Linked DNA regions of Mus musculus: regions 2 and 3 are each linked to region 1. A link is a contact called in public Micro-C and promoter capture Hi-C data. All regions are on one chromosome and are shown on one strand. The core of a region is the stretch at or near the end of the contact, and the rest is flanking DNA. Distances in the headings are between cores, read along the strand shown. Region 1 holds the start of Eefsec (eukaryotic elongation factor, selenocysteine-tRNA-specific). Region 2 holds the start of Mgll (monoglyceride lipase). Region 3 holds the start of H1f10 (H1.10 linker histone).

Region 1 (4,573 bases), core at 704-3,203:
TGAGAACCAACCATGTGACGAACCAGGAAAGGTCAAAACTCCACTGAACTTGTAACACTTACACACCATCATAAAGATGAAAATTATAGTTATTACAAGTCAGATTCTATATTTTCCAGAAAAAAACTTCATCTTTCTTTCTTTCTTTCTTTTTCTTTGCAATACTGGGGGGGGGGGGGGGAGGCGGGTGGAATCTAGTGCATCCTGCACACTAAGCAGGTACTCCACCACTGAGGGACATGCCAACCCCACTTTCTAGTTTCTACCCTGTAGTGTTCCATCTCCAATTTACACTAGCTTAGAGTACATTTCCTAAAATGTATTTGAACACAACCAGTCAGAATTTAGTGGGAGTTTTCAGTTTAGTTTACTGTGTGGCCCTTGATAGTCTTTAATGAGTGAATCCTGAACTCAATAGATACTGTGCAGGAGAGTAACTCTGGCAGGTAAGCCTCCATTTCCACTTCAGTGAAACAAGGAAACAGTCTTAGGCTGCCTGCAGCACAGAGAAAGGGAGGCCACACAGCTGGAATGACCCACCTGCCCCATATACATGCTTCCAGGCTTACAGCACACTGCTGGAAAGAAACCCAGGGCAAGCGGAGAAGCAGGAAATGGGTCACTGGAGCTACAGCAGGTAGACTCAGCCACACCTCCTTTTGTGCTGGGTGCTTACAAACAGGTTATGGGGTTCTGTTCTTAGATTTAAGTGTAGTTAAATGGGTTTGCAAAAGGAATTTAAAAAGACATAGCAACAGTTTCCTGTAGACGAATGGGAGGGGTCACGCTGAGCAAGGAAGGGAGGTTACAAGACCTTTTATTTATAATGGCCTATTCCTAAGTGGCCTGTAATTAAAGACTAATTAAGTGGTACAGATCCTAGAAGCAGATTTTAGCAGTGCCCATCATGACTGAAAACACGCAGGCCCTTTGCCTTAGCTAGTTCACACATAACTTATCCTGTTACACTAGTGCACATCCCAAAACCTTCTGGGCTAGAGTTATTCACTGCATTATGAATAGCAGCCAACTCTGGGAAAGTCACGAGGGTCAGTCAAGAAAATGTTGGTATAAAAGTACAAAGGAACTTTATGTGTAGATATAGTCTCCAGACAGTGATGGTTTGTGTATAAAGGGGACTGGGGGATGAGATCCTGAGAGAGCCTAGAGCACTTGCCTCTTATCAAGGCACTAGGCTCTACCCACTACCCCAACCGACCACAAGTAGTACAACAGAAGGAAAAAAACAGGATCTTTCATTTCTGCACCTTGTCTGCGTTTCTGTGTATGTTTCCTGAAACCATCCATACACACAGGAAACTGAGAGCAGTGTTTGGGACAGAGAACCAGGAGACCAAAGGACAGGTACGTGGTGACTTTTTTTTTTTTTTTTTTTGAAACTTGTATACACCCTTTTTGCAGGGTTTGTTTCTTTGGATCATTTTTCTAGGAAAGCATCTCGGTGCACGGCAGTGAAGGTGAGAACTGTGTCCGCGTCTGCGGGCTGTGAGTTCGAGACCACAAGCCTTCCGGGCTGGTGGCCAGGCCTAGGCTGTCAGGCCGCCATCCATCCCGCGAGCTCGGACCCCGAGCCCGGCTCCCGCCCCGGCCCGCGCTCACCGCCAATGATGGTCCGGATGAGGGAGGCGTGCCCGGGGCAGTCGACCAGTGTGACCTGCAGCAGCGTGTCGCTAGAACCGGGTTCTGCCCCCGGCAGCGGCACGACAAAACAGGAGAAGCCCAGGTCGAGCGTTATGCCGCGCTCGCGGCTCTGCGGCTGCTTGTCGAAGGCAGCAGTGGAGGCCGTGGTGCTCAGCGCGCGCGCCAGCGCTGTTTTGCCACTGTCGATGTGACCCAGCACGCCCACATTCACATTTACCCGCCGGCCGGCCATCCCGCCGCTGCCTCTCACGCCGTCGCCTGAGCGCCAGCCCCGCGGTCCGCCTGCTAAGCCGCACCCCCCCGCAACCCGCGCTGAGCGCACCGGTTCCGGCACGGAAGCTTCCGCCCTCGGGCGCCCACAGCCCTATGGCAGAGCGCACACAGGGCGGGACAAGAGCCGGCCTGCTACCTGGGTTTGCTGTCATCCGGCTCCCCACGCCACAAAGTCTCGCCAGTCTGAGATTAGGGATTCCTCCTTCCATCCATTCATCCATCCATGCATCCATCCATCCATCTCACCATCTATCCATCCATTCTTCCTTCCCTCCCTCCTTTCATCATTCCACTCACCCAGTCCATCCACACATCCCTTCCTCTATCCCTCCATACACACTCATCCATCCGTCCATTCATTTCTGTCAGCCTTTATTTTTTTGTTTGTTTGTTTGTTTGTTTTTTGTTTTTTTCAAGACAGGGTTTCTCTGTATAGTCTTGGCTGTCCTGGAACTCACTTTGTAGACCAGGCTGGCCTTGAACTCAGAAATCCGCCTGTCTCTGCCTCCCAAGTGCGCCACCACCGCCCGGCTGTCAGCCTTTATTAAGTGCAGACTGTATACACTTTACTGGGATGTGGTGATCGACATTATTTGCTGTGAAAACAGGAGTAAGTAAAACCCAAGACCAGTTGCCAAGCCAGACTATCTGGAAAGGACAGAGATGGGAAGGCGGGGAGCCTAGTGAGGAAGATACCCTCAAGGACTGTCACTAGACGTCCAGTGCAGACTGAGAATTGACCATCAGAAACCTGGAAGCACTGTGAAAAGAGGAAGAGGTCCTCGTTGATTCAGGGGAGGGGAGGTGGGGGTGGGGACGGGACAAAAACCTCACTTTGAAGTCTAGGCTGCCATGAGGAGCTGCAACTTAACTGTTGTGTATGAACTTGAATGTGTCGTGAGTGCTATACCAACCAGCCTCTGTAACCCCCTTCAGGCATTGAAAGGTGCCTAGAACCATGAAAGAGGTCACAAGCCTAAGTGGTTGCTCTGGCAAAGGATAAAAGCCTAGGAAAAGAAGGGACTTGGGGCCTCACAGGGGAGGAATGGCACTGGAGAGCTGAATGGCACTGCTCTCATGTAAAGGGGGTGGGGCTTGCTGGCCCAACATTCCCAGCCTTCCTTTTTCTAGGGCAGGAGGGGTTGCGGTTTGCAAGTGAATTGGTTTACACGGGCTTGTGTGCTAAATGCTTGGGCCCCAGCTGGTGGTCTGTCTTATGAGATGAAGCTTAGCAGAAGGCAGTAGTCGCTTCCTGTCCACCATGAAATGAGTAGTTCAGTCAGGCTGCTCCGTTCTGCTGTCACCAGGACAATATACTGCTGTGCTGCCACAGGCTAGGGGGATCAAGCCCAAGAGACCATGCACTGAAATCTCTAAAACCATGAAGTCAAACTAAAGTCTCTTTCTCTCTTTGTCTGTGTAGCTGTTTCATCACAATGATGCAGCCTAACATAAAGCCTGACTTCAGAGTGCTGACAAATATTTTAGCCTTTGTTGATAAAAAATTCCCTCCTGAGGGGAGTAGCAAATGACATCTACCCACTCTTCCTAAGGTTCCAAGGACAAACCAAAAAGGCAGTACGACAACAATTCTTCTTAGGATTGAGTTTATCCGGCTTACTTATAAACATGGGTGAGAGGTAAGGAGTGTTGACGACCACAGAGCAGCTGCACTGGAAAGTTTTCTCATAGCATAAACTATGGCTTCCCCTCTTTCTTCCTCCTAATCTACACTAACCTATATACTCTACCTCCTCCCTGACGTCCTGAGGCCAACGTACAATTAGGGCTGGATTGAATACCATGGCTAGGAGGAGGGGCCAGACACTCAGGTGAGGATCCAGTGACCCAGCTGAGGTCTTCCTCCTAGGAGGGAATGTCATCGGTCCACAGGCCTGACCATGATGAACTCTGGAACTTTGGCACAGATGGTCTCATGAAGATGGCGGCAGTTTCCAAGCTTAAAGCTCACTGACTCCTACTGGGCAGTTTGCCTCTGGGATGAGCCAGGAATGCATGCTGGCAGGAAGTAGCCCCAAAGGCTCCACAGATCAAGACTCTACACTCTGAGTCCCTGCTGTGGACTGAATTGCATTCTCCAAAGGTTCGTGTGCTGAGGCTTTGATACCCACCCCATATGCATGTGATAGCATTTGGAGATGGGTCCTTAAAACCAAATGGGTCGCAAGAGTGGGTCCTCATATGAATTAGTGCTCCCAAAATTTGTATCTCAATTTTACATCTTCCAAACAGGAAACAAGAAGACACTATCCTCTGTTTGTCTGTTTGTCTGTCTGTCTGTTTGTTTGTTTGTTTGTTTAAAACCCACTGATAAAGCAGCGGGCATCGTTAGGAGGGAACTAGCAGACAGATCACAAGAGTTTTAGAGGACATTCCAGTAACAAAATGTTCTGAATGGGACCTGGCTTCAGTAAACTTCACTGCTCACCTCTGACCGACATAAAATCCTGGCAAGCAGTAAAAACCAAGCATCTTTAACCTAAAAGTCCAAAATACAACAAAATCTGAAGCTTTCTGAGCTCTGACATGATACCACAAGTAGAAAATTCCACACCTGACTTCATGTGACAGGCAAGAGTCAAAATATGAGAACATGAAGCTAGCATGGAAAATGAGC
Region 2 (4,945 bases), core at 1,824-4,323, 280 kb after region 1:
CCAACAAGGCTGATCTTGAACCGAAGGTAATCCTGTTTTAACAGCCCTGTACGCTGGATTCTCTGTGCCTTGCCAGTGTTCATTGTGGCTTTATTCAGAATTAGCTGTAAACTAGAAACCACACTGTTCAGTACTGTGGTGCATCTAAGCTTGGAACACGGATAATCAAACACAGATTGTGTTCAATGGGAAAAGTACTAAAGGTTACAAGCAGTATCTATCTCATGATTCCATTTGCAAAAGAACCTGAGATGACAAAACTTTAGAAATAGAGAACAAAGCCAAGACTGCCAGAGGCTGTAGGGAAAGAGGAAAAGAATGGGAAGGAGATGTGCCTCTGAAGAGAGCTATGAGAGGTCTCAGTGGATGGAAATACCTTTTCTTGATTGTATAAATCCAATGTTATTCTGGGTATGGCGGCACTTAGGATGCAGACAGGTAAATATCTATGAGTTCCAAGCCATACGGTGCTAGAGAGTAGGACCCTGTCTCAAAAAAATAAAATAAAATAAAAAGTAAATCTAATAGCATTATGATATTGTTCTGTGTTTCTGAAAGAAGAAGTTGCCATTACAAGCAACTAGCTTAGTTTCTCTCTTCCTTTTCCGGGGACTTACTGTGATGGGTAAGGAAATCTCCATTTTGTGCTAGGCACCCATTCTAAATTCCTAAAAGATAAGCTTCAACAACTCTGACTCCTTGTCCCCCCTCCTCAAAACTGTAAAACTGCTGTGAGATAATTCACTTCCTACTCTGGCTTTTGTATCCCATGTATCGCTTTTGCCAGGGCATGGGACAGCTCCTTTAAGGTTGTCTACAGAGGGAGACAAACAGATCCACAGCTGCAAGGACTGAAAGCAGTTTCTCCCTCAGCTACACACTGCACACAAATGAGACGTTTACAGTGCTCACCTTTACAAACCCTTCCTCTACCACTCCTGTGTGGCATGGCCTAATTTGGCTTTTAGGCTGTCGACCTGCTAGCAGTAACTAATAAATTCATTTAATTATAATTTGGTTTAAACCTATGGTCTTTCCCCGGTGGATTTGAATGCTACTGTTGCTGAGGATGGCAGAGAGCTCATGGCCTCTAGGGATGGCTTATCTCATTCCCTGAAGAGCCAGACTACAGGAATCACACAAGGCTCTACTCTCTTAACTCTCTCTCTGATCAAGCGGGAGCAACTCTAGATTCAGGGGAGACTCTGTTGACAGCTCAAGGGACCGTTCTTCTCAAAACTCTCAAACCATTGAAAGTCACAAAACACCAGTGCTAGGAACATTCAAACCCGTGGCTTCAGGACCCTGCTACCCTTGCTCTCAGTAAACCACAGCTGAAGTGAATAGTAAGGATACTGTTAAGGCCCAGTCCAGCTTTGAGAACAGGCTCCCAGTCCTTCGCCTGAGCTTGCTTACCCTAATCCTGACCTGCCAGGAAATACAAAATCAACTCCAAGAAGTCATTTAGCCACTCCTTCTGTGTCCAAGCCCTGGAGACCTGCCTAAGGCAGAGGGTGAGCTAGGTCCTTCTGCATGGCCTGCAACCAATCTGTCTTTCAGAGACCCCTTTTACCATTCAAGTCAAGTTAGATTGCAGCCTCACCTTAGGTGGACACTACCACTGTGCTGCCCTGACAATGATACTATTCAACCCTGCTATTTTGCAAAGTGGTTGGCCAAGAAGAAAGCCCTGGAAAGCCTGAGGAGATGGGTGTGGGTTGGGGTCATCCTTCCTCTGCAGCTGTCACTCACAGGTGGCAGGCATAGGACACAGTGGACAGGCTGTAAATTTAGTGCTGGATTCCAGACTCCACAGCCACATAGGCAGCTGTGCTAGTGGGACCTGGATCCTGGGGCACCTAGGGGAAATGGTTTCATGCAGTGTGTGTGTGTGTGTGTGTGTGTGTGTTTGCTTGCAGTATGTCTGCTTCCTTCTCAGAGCTCTAAGCGCTTGTGCGTGAATGTCACGCATCTTTAGCTCTCTGGGTGTATATGGTGTGTTGTTTTTCTCTGTTGTGAACAAAAACATGGGGAAAGGAGCTACTTCTGCTGCTGAGGCGGAAAACTAAAGGGAAGCTGTGTCTGCTGAGATTAGCTGGCTGATTAAAGTTTCAGTACTATGGAGAGGTTGGAATGTTCCAGGTCCAGAGGCAAATTACTTTATTTTGGGCTAAGTTCGGGCCCTCAGGAACAGCCATTTCTTTCTTGCCCCTCTTTGTTAGAACTAACTTCTTGAGGCAATAGATGAACACTGTTTAACTATTGATTTAACACGATAGTTAGCTTCTACAAATCCAAAAGTTAGCAATGCTATCAGATAGCATTTTGAGCCTATAGGAACACTTTCCCATTTCACTGTTACCTGACTCTCTGTTGTACCCACCAATGTATTTTAAACTTGCCTTGATATACGGCTTTATCTGTTCTGTAAAACTATTTTAAAAACAAAACAAAACAAAACAAAAACCAAAAAAACCCAAAAAACTTCCCGAAACTGCTTTCACATAGGAACATGGAATTAGGGGTAACTTAAATCTGTGTTTCCAGCTCATGGTCATTCAAAATGGCTCCAGAATAATCTTTTCCCCTGTAAGATGAGAGCTGTGGTTTCTGCGCTGACACTCACTGTGTGTGTGGTGTGTTGTTTTTATCTGTGTGCATGGTGTCTAGGGCGTGTGCGTCCATGCTGTGTGTTTGTATTCATGTAGTAACTGTGACATTCACTTGTACCTCTGTGTGTAGTTTGTATCTGGGGAAGGGTCCTGAGGATGTGTCCTTGTGGGTGTGCCTACACCTGTGCTATCTGAATGTGGGTCTCGCACGTGTGCAACTGTAAACATGTGCATGCAGTTCTAGTGAGCGTGTTTCTGCTCCGGGGACCAGTGTGAGGGTCTGTGTTCTCGACTGTGCGCATGGGCTGGAAGGGCCCCATAATTCGGTTCAGTGCCCCGTGAAGGTCCCCCACGCGGCCAGGAAAAGCGCGAGGCAGGTCGGCGGGCGATGCCCCGCTCCTCCCCGGGGGCCGGGCACACGTGGGGCCCCGGCGCCGCCTCCCCGCGCGTCCCCACCCAGCGGGCCGCCCCCGCCGCCGAGCGGCTGGGGATAAAGTGGCGGCGCAGACGCCGCGCCCTATCGCTGCGCAGCCGGCCGCGCGCAGTAGTCTGGCTCTAGCCCGCCGCAGACCCGGACCCGCGTGGTGCTCGGGGAACGTGACAGCGGCGCTCGTGGCCCGGGTAACTGCCTCCCGCCCCTGCCTCAGGATAGGAGCCGCCGCCAGGGGTCCCCTGCGCGCGTGTGCGTGCGCACGAGTGTGCGCGCGTGTCAGCGTGTGCGCGTGAACGCGCCCCTCGCGCCCTCGCACCAACCCCCAAACAGACTTGTGCCCGTCAACTGCATCTTCCCAGACCGGTGTGGGAACAACGGCCAGGTCCACGTCCTGTGTGGCGTGCCGATGACAGCCGCGAGGTTTCCTTCCCTAAGCGGTCGCGGGCGGGCAAGAGGCAAAGTTTGTCGGAGAATCGGGGTGACTTTGCTCGGGGACCCGCATCTGCGCGAATGCGCGGTGCCGCGGAGCGCGTCTCGCAGCAGCTCCGGGCTGGGGACCGGCTGTCCCTCGCTCCCGGAACCCCTTCAGGGGTGTGTTCTGGAAAAGTGGCGACATGAGCTAGAGCTGGAGCAGCAGGAGGGAGCAACTCGCACCCCTGCAGCCCAGGCGGGGAGGGCGCGGACCCCGTGGTGCTGCCCTGCGGCCGCGATGAGGGAACAGCCCTCGTTTGCCTGGCGCTGATACTCGAGGCTGTGGCGGTAGTGGAATGCAAAAGCCAAGACTAATGGAAACAGGTTTGTCATGGCATCTTTGGCATTCAGAAGGGAAAAATCGCTTGGGGCGCGTCACCTACTTATTATGCCCCCTGAAACCCGCACAGTGGAGATTTTAGGAGAGATGGGTCCTTGCAGCTGGGGCTTTGTACCCACGGAACTGACTGTAATTTCCGCTTGATTACAGCTAAAATAGTCTTTAAGATGAAGTTTCCTGAGATGATTTAAAATAAACACAGATGGGAGGGGGGCTATACTGAGGCACTTTAAAAAAATAAAGTGAGCATTTTCTTAAGGACAAACAGGACTTTTCAATCTTGAAGGGGTTTGCAAGAGATGTATGTAATTTTAAAATATATATATCAAATTGGGGTTTGGTGGGGTTTTTTTTGTTTGTTTGTTTTGTTTTTTGTTTTTTGTTTTTTGTTTAATTGCCTAGAAAAGAAGCCACAGCCACAGTCCTGACTCAAAAAAGGCTTTCTTTCCTCCCATATGGACATAAGTGTATTTCTGACTTTAGAATATGTCCACCTTTCTTCCAAGGGCCTAAAGACCCCTGCAGGATGCCTGAGGCAAGTTCACCCAGGCGAACTCCACAGAATGTTCCCTACCAGGACCTGCCTCACCTGGTCAATGCAGACGGACAGTACCTCTTTTGTAGATACTGGAAGCCCAGTGGCACACCCAAGTAAGTCCTCTCCTCTTCGTCCTCCTTCATCGCACCTGCTCCTCCTCCTCCTCCGTCATCATGAGGGCCACCCTTTCCGTGACCTGCCTCTCATGTCACTGACACCCCTGGCACAGCGGTGTTAGCAAAGTTGTGAGCTATACTTTATGCTTTTCTTTAAAATGACGGCTCAAGAGTTCTCTTTTCACTACAACTAGGATAGGAGTCCACTGTCTGGCAGTTTTCAAAGATTCATATGACTTTTTTTTTTGTACCAGAATTGATTCCCTGTTGCAAGCATTTATTTAAAAGCAAACCCAACAATTTAAAAAAAAAAAAAAGCCAGCGAATGCATAAGAAAACTAAAATTATATGTGCGCGTATCTGTCTTTTTAACCTCTGCTGTGTGCTCCTGCTTAGTTCTGAGCTTCAGAGATGACACCCAGCTAGCTGGGAGGA
Region 3 (4,635 bases), core at 203-2,702, 470 kb before region 1:
AGACACTGCCAAGACCCAAAAAGGTGATACAGGGAAAGAGCACCATGTAACCCTCCCCTAACTCGGGTTCCATCTCACCCTACTTGTATGTGTACATACTGTTCAGAACCTTCCTAGTCTTCCATTTGGTAAAACTGTCCATTATGTTGCACTAGATCCTGAGGTTTAATTTCCAACATGTAGAAATCTTTTATCTTTTATATGCTGGACACTGCAGCAACCCAAGACTGGGAACCCACTTTTACAAGAGTTCTCCACTGGGCAGCTGTCTCTGGGCACATCTGTCCCACCTCTGGCAGCGCCTGCTAGTTGTCTAGCTGGTCTTAATGACCCTCGACTCCCCCGCAGGAACCCCAAGCAGCCTCCAGCGCCCACAAGACAACGACAATGGTCAAGGTTGGAACCGTTTATTGCGCCCCAGGAAGGCAGCGGGCGGAGCAAGGCGCCACACAACCCAAGCGCCTGGTGGCCATCAGCGGGCACAGTAGGCAGGCGCCACCAGGCCATTGGCGCCGCCGGGCCGGTAACCATGGCGACGGCCGTTGCCAAGGGTGAGAGCCAATGGGGGCGTCGCCAGGGCCGTTTCAAAAACCTAAAGCAAACAGAACGCAGCATCGCTGGGGGAGGGGCGGGGGAGGGGACAGGGATCAGGGACCTGGGCCAGGCGGAACCCTACGGAACCGGTACACCGAGGGTGGGGGGGGCGGATAGGGATAGAGACAGATGGAAAACTCGACGATGTCGCCAGACCGTAGGGGCGTCACTTGCGGCCCTTGGGCACCTTGGGCACGCTGGGTTTGGCCGCCTTCTTCACTTTCTTCGCGCTGGCAGCAGCCGCCGCCTTCTTGCTCTTGTGCGCGCGCCGCTCCGGCTGCGGCCTGGCGGGCGTTCTGTCCGCCGCCGCCGTGCGCGCCTTGGGCGCGGGGCTGCTGGCCGCCGAAGCTCCGCGCCGCTCCGCGCCGCCCTCCAGCTTCTTGCGGTTCAGCTTGAAGGATCCGTTGGCGCCGGTGCCCTTCACCTGCAGTAGCGTATCGTTCTGCACCAGCGCCCGGATAGAGTACTTGAGGTAGGTGCGCCCGTTCTGCTGGTCGAACCATGCCACCTTCCTGGCCTCAGCGTAGATGCGCGCCAGAGACGAGCCGCCGCGCTCCCCCAGCTTGCGGATGGTCTCCACCACCAGCTGGCTGTACTTGCCTGGCTGGTTCTTCTTGCGGTTCTTCCTTCTCTTGGGCTGCGTGGGCGCCGCAGAGCCGCCGGCCTTGGCCGTCTTGCGGGCCGTCCCGTCGGCGCTCGTTGGCGGCAGGGCCTCCTCAAGCTCCACCGACATGGTGGCCAGCGGGTTGGCGGCAGGCGGCGCGCGGTAGCCGGGGGGCCGCGCCGGGAAGAGGAAGGCGAGGGGCCGCGGCGGCGCCGGGGGACTGGGGGCGCGCGGCGGCTCCAGGCGGGAGCGGCCGCGGCCGGGCCTGGGACCAGGCGGCAGGGCTGAGGTGCGGGCGGGGGCCGGGCCGGCCGCGGCGGGGCTGGGGGGGTGGGATGCGGAGAGGAGCCTGCGGGGAGCGCGGCAGCACTGCGCGGGCTCCGGAGCTCTGGGCGTGCGCGCTACGCTCTGGCGGAGAGCGCGCCCCGCTCCGCTTTTATTTCCCCGTGGCGGACCACGTTGAGAACAACAACAGCCTGGGCCCAGTCCAGCGCCAACTTGTGCTTCTTGGAGCGCCTTCCGCGGCCACTGGCTCCTCCGCCCGCGGCTCCCGGGCGCGGCTGCACCCTCAGCAGTGTGCCCTGGACAGCATCCGAGCCCGCTGCGCTGCGCAGAGGCGGCCTGCGCCTAGGACGGGCTCAGCGGAGCGGCTCAGAGGTGTGTACCCCAGGCTATAGGAGCATGGAGGAGGGGGGCGCTCGATTTGCAAAGGATTAGCACGGGCCCCGGGCGAGACCCCAAGACCGAGAACTTTGCAGGCGGCAGACAAGAGTGCTCCTCAGGCACCTGAGTTGGTTCTGGGCCCAGGGGACCACAGCCCTGCCCGCAGGAAGGGCATTAATTTGTCCCAACTAACACAGGGTACGCCCTCACGCGGCCGACAGGAGCAAGGCAAAGCCCGAGAGCGTGCTGGGGCGGGGGTCTTCTCAGAATCCTAAGGGGAACCAACAGAAGGGAATTGCCCTGAGGTTGCACGCCTGGCATCTCAAAGATGAGTCAGTGCAGGCACGACCACAAGGGCCTCTCCCTAGACACTTCCTCACCACTCTCTGGCCCCAAGTACCCCATTTTGTGATGCTTAAGTAGCCGTCCCTGGACCCCTCAGAATTAGATGGGGGCTCCAGGATGGAAAAGTGTAAGGTTACCCTTAAGGCATTTCCCTTAGAGGGTGTGGCAGGGGATTTGGCTTTTGAGGATCCTGCCGGCTTTGGGGGATCGAATACTGCATCACTTGGTGCGGGAGGACTTGAAGGAGGTGGTGGTACAGAGAAGGACCTGAAAGCCTGGGAAGTAGTCCAACGGTGGAGAGAGGGCTGTGCAGGCAATGGCCAGCCTGCGGAGGACATAGTAGACACCACTAAAGCGTCCAGGCCAGCTTTGTTCCAATAGGTAAGCAGTTCCCTGGCCTCTTGGGTGAAAAGAGGGAGTGACTGCCTGTAGATCAAGAAGGCCCAGATTCTCAGCCTTTCAAACTCAGTACTCGTGGGTGTGCCAGCCTCCCCGCACCCCACGACCTCATCCCCATCAAAGGAAGGATCGTCAGGAAGTGGCCAGGGTTTAGCAGAGCCCAGAGCCCAAGTCATCCTCTTGTGACTCGTTCTCAGGAGGAGGGCCAAGGGGCCTGTGAGTTTTGAGGGACAGCGGGCTATAGGGTGCAGGCTCTCCTGGACTCACTACCCTCTTTTTCTTTAAACCCCTTCCGTGGGCTGATGACACTCACTCCTATCTCCAGCTACCAGGAGCCCGCTGCTGCTGCTGCTGCTGCTGCTGCTGCGTACCCTGCGTGCTGGAATGCCATGCTGCCCTCAGGCTCAGGCAGAAGCTTCAATCAGGACAGATGTTGTTCACCAGACTGGTGTCTGTTGGTCCAGTCAATCTGAGGTAAGACAGACAAAGCAATGTGAGAATCTAGTTTGTCTTTCTTGTTAAGAGTCAGGAAACTTCAATACAATCGATAAGCCCAAAATTACCCACAGAGATGCTGTTTTTTCCTAAGGCATGTAAACATCAAATGAACTGTAATTAATTACGCAAGAATGCTTAGAACATCGAGTTGTTACCTTATTAGCCCTTCCCTAACATCTAAGACTGCATCCCATAAAAACATTATTTCATTCACAAAAGGAAAATTTAAGATTTTAAAAAGTGAGCTAGTGCATATATTTCACTAAACTTTTAATCTTTGCTTGCACTTTAATGACGTGGAAACTTAAAGAGTTCTTTGGTTGAATGGGGTTTGCAAACGTGAAGGAACGTTTAGCTGAAGTGGACACAGGAAAAGGATGTTCTGCTCAACCAAGCACATGAAAGGACACGTGATGAGGGAGTCTTTGCTAACGACACGCATGCATTGGTCCGAGTTACACTGTGGAGTTGCACTGCGTTTGTTGGACTCCATAGAAAAACACAACAACAAAACTTGTGGTGGTGTGCTGCGGCTTCTTGCCACATCCGCAGACTAGGGCTCATGCGCAGAGTGATGTCAGCTGAGACAGATAGGTGCTGAGGCAAGACCTATGGGTGAGATGTGATGTTTGGATGTATAAATAGAATATAACTAGGACTCGATGGACAGTGGCAGAGGCTGACCTGATCTTCTCTTCCCTGAGAGGGGCACAGCCAAGAACTTCCTGGCCATTTCTCCTTGGTCCCTCCTGCTGACTCCAGCCAAGGCCAAGGCCTGGCTGTCTCTGCTAGGTAGTACCACTGCTGCTGATTGGTGTTTGCTATCCCAACTACTGAGCTGGACTGCTGGTGTGTCCGTGAGGTGTTTTCGAGTGGATCGAGCTGCCGATTTCCAGACAACACAGATGGGAGTTGCTCCAAAGAACCTTTCTAAGCAGGTCCACTTCCCCTGTATCCTTTCTTTTCCACTACCTCTGGTGGGTGGTGGGCTACAAGGAATGTTAAAGTGTTTAAGAACCATCATTAAAAATAGGCGTTTGAAAGAATTAAAGTTATACTTTAAGCTTTGCTTAATCTTTAAACTATATTGTAAATTATATTCTCTGAGGACTATAACTTGGAAAGTCATTGTAAAGTGTGTGTGTGTGTGTGTGTGTGTGTGTGTGTGTGTGTGTGTGTGTATGTGGCTCGCGTGCAACCACATGTAGAGCAATTGTTGCCATGGGGCTTGGGTGTCTTTCTCAGTCACTCTGCACCTTATTTTCCCAAATTAGGTCTCCCACTGAAACCTTGGCTCCCCAATCCAGTGAGCCTGGATGGCCAGCAAGCCCGGGAATCTGCAGGTGTCTGCCTGGCACTGCTGGAGTTATGGCTGTACCTGGCACTGCTGGAGTTATGGCTGTGCATAGACAAGCCCAGCTGGCCCAGGGATCTATACTCCCATCCTCCTGCCTGAGCAGCAGGCACCTTGCCACTGTTGACAGCCCCCATCTCGTCTCCTTTTCCCTCCTCCTCTTTTTCCCTCTTTCCTT

Evidence for each region. Promoter capture Hi-C pulls out the DNA fragments that hold promoters and counts their contacts. A called contact is a pair of places that touch in the nucleus more often than the background predicts.
Region 2: a contact with region 1 is called in a promoter capture Hi-C map of liver, with 2.3 times the contacts expected there. The contact joins the promoter of Mgll here to the promoter of Eefsec in region 1. A contact is called at or near these places in 8 of 39 promoter capture datasets (the 3T3-L1 cell line, cranial neural crest, embryonic stem cells and 4 more) and 1 of 484 Hi-C or Micro-C datasets (embryonic stem cells).
Region 3: a contact with region 1 is called in a Micro-C map of embryonic stem cells, with 2.2 times the contacts expected there. The contact joins the promoter of H1f10 here to the promoter of Eefsec in region 1. A contact is called at or near these places in 5 of 39 promoter capture datasets (the 3T3-L1 cell line, hippocampal neurons, liver and 1 more), 1 of 484 Hi-C or Micro-C datasets (embryonic stem cells) and 1 of 115 datasets of contacts at active chromatin or transcription factors (pancreatic cancer cells).

The regions. Positions count from the first base shown.
Region 1 is chr6:88,444,586-88,449,158 of GRCm38.p6, forward strand. It overlaps Eefsec (eukaryotic elongation factor, selenocysteine-tRNA-specific), which reads right to left and starts at 1,954. Exons shown (of 7, transcript NM_023060.3): 1 at 1,621-1,954. The coding sequence starts at 1,894.
Region 2 is chr6:88,721,339-88,726,283 of GRCm38.p6, forward strand. It overlaps Mgll (monoglyceride lipase), which reads left to right and starts at 3,074. Exons shown (of 8, transcript NM_011844.4): 1 at 3,074-3,233; 2 at 4,363-4,507. The coding sequence starts at 4,383. It overlaps Gm26588 (a long non-coding RNA gene), which reads right to left. Exons shown (of 5, transcript XR_377840.3): 3 at 377-489.
Region 3 is chr6:87,980,030-87,984,664 of GRCm38.p6, forward strand. It overlaps H1f10 (H1.10 linker histone), which reads right to left and starts at 1,453. Exons shown (of 1, transcript NM_198622.1): 1 at 392-1,453. The coding sequence starts at 1,327. The coding sequence ends at 761. Gm5577 (predicted gene 5577) reads left to right here and starts at 1,654. Exons shown (of 2, transcript NR_026990.1): 1 at 1,654-1,855; 2 at 2,931-4,151.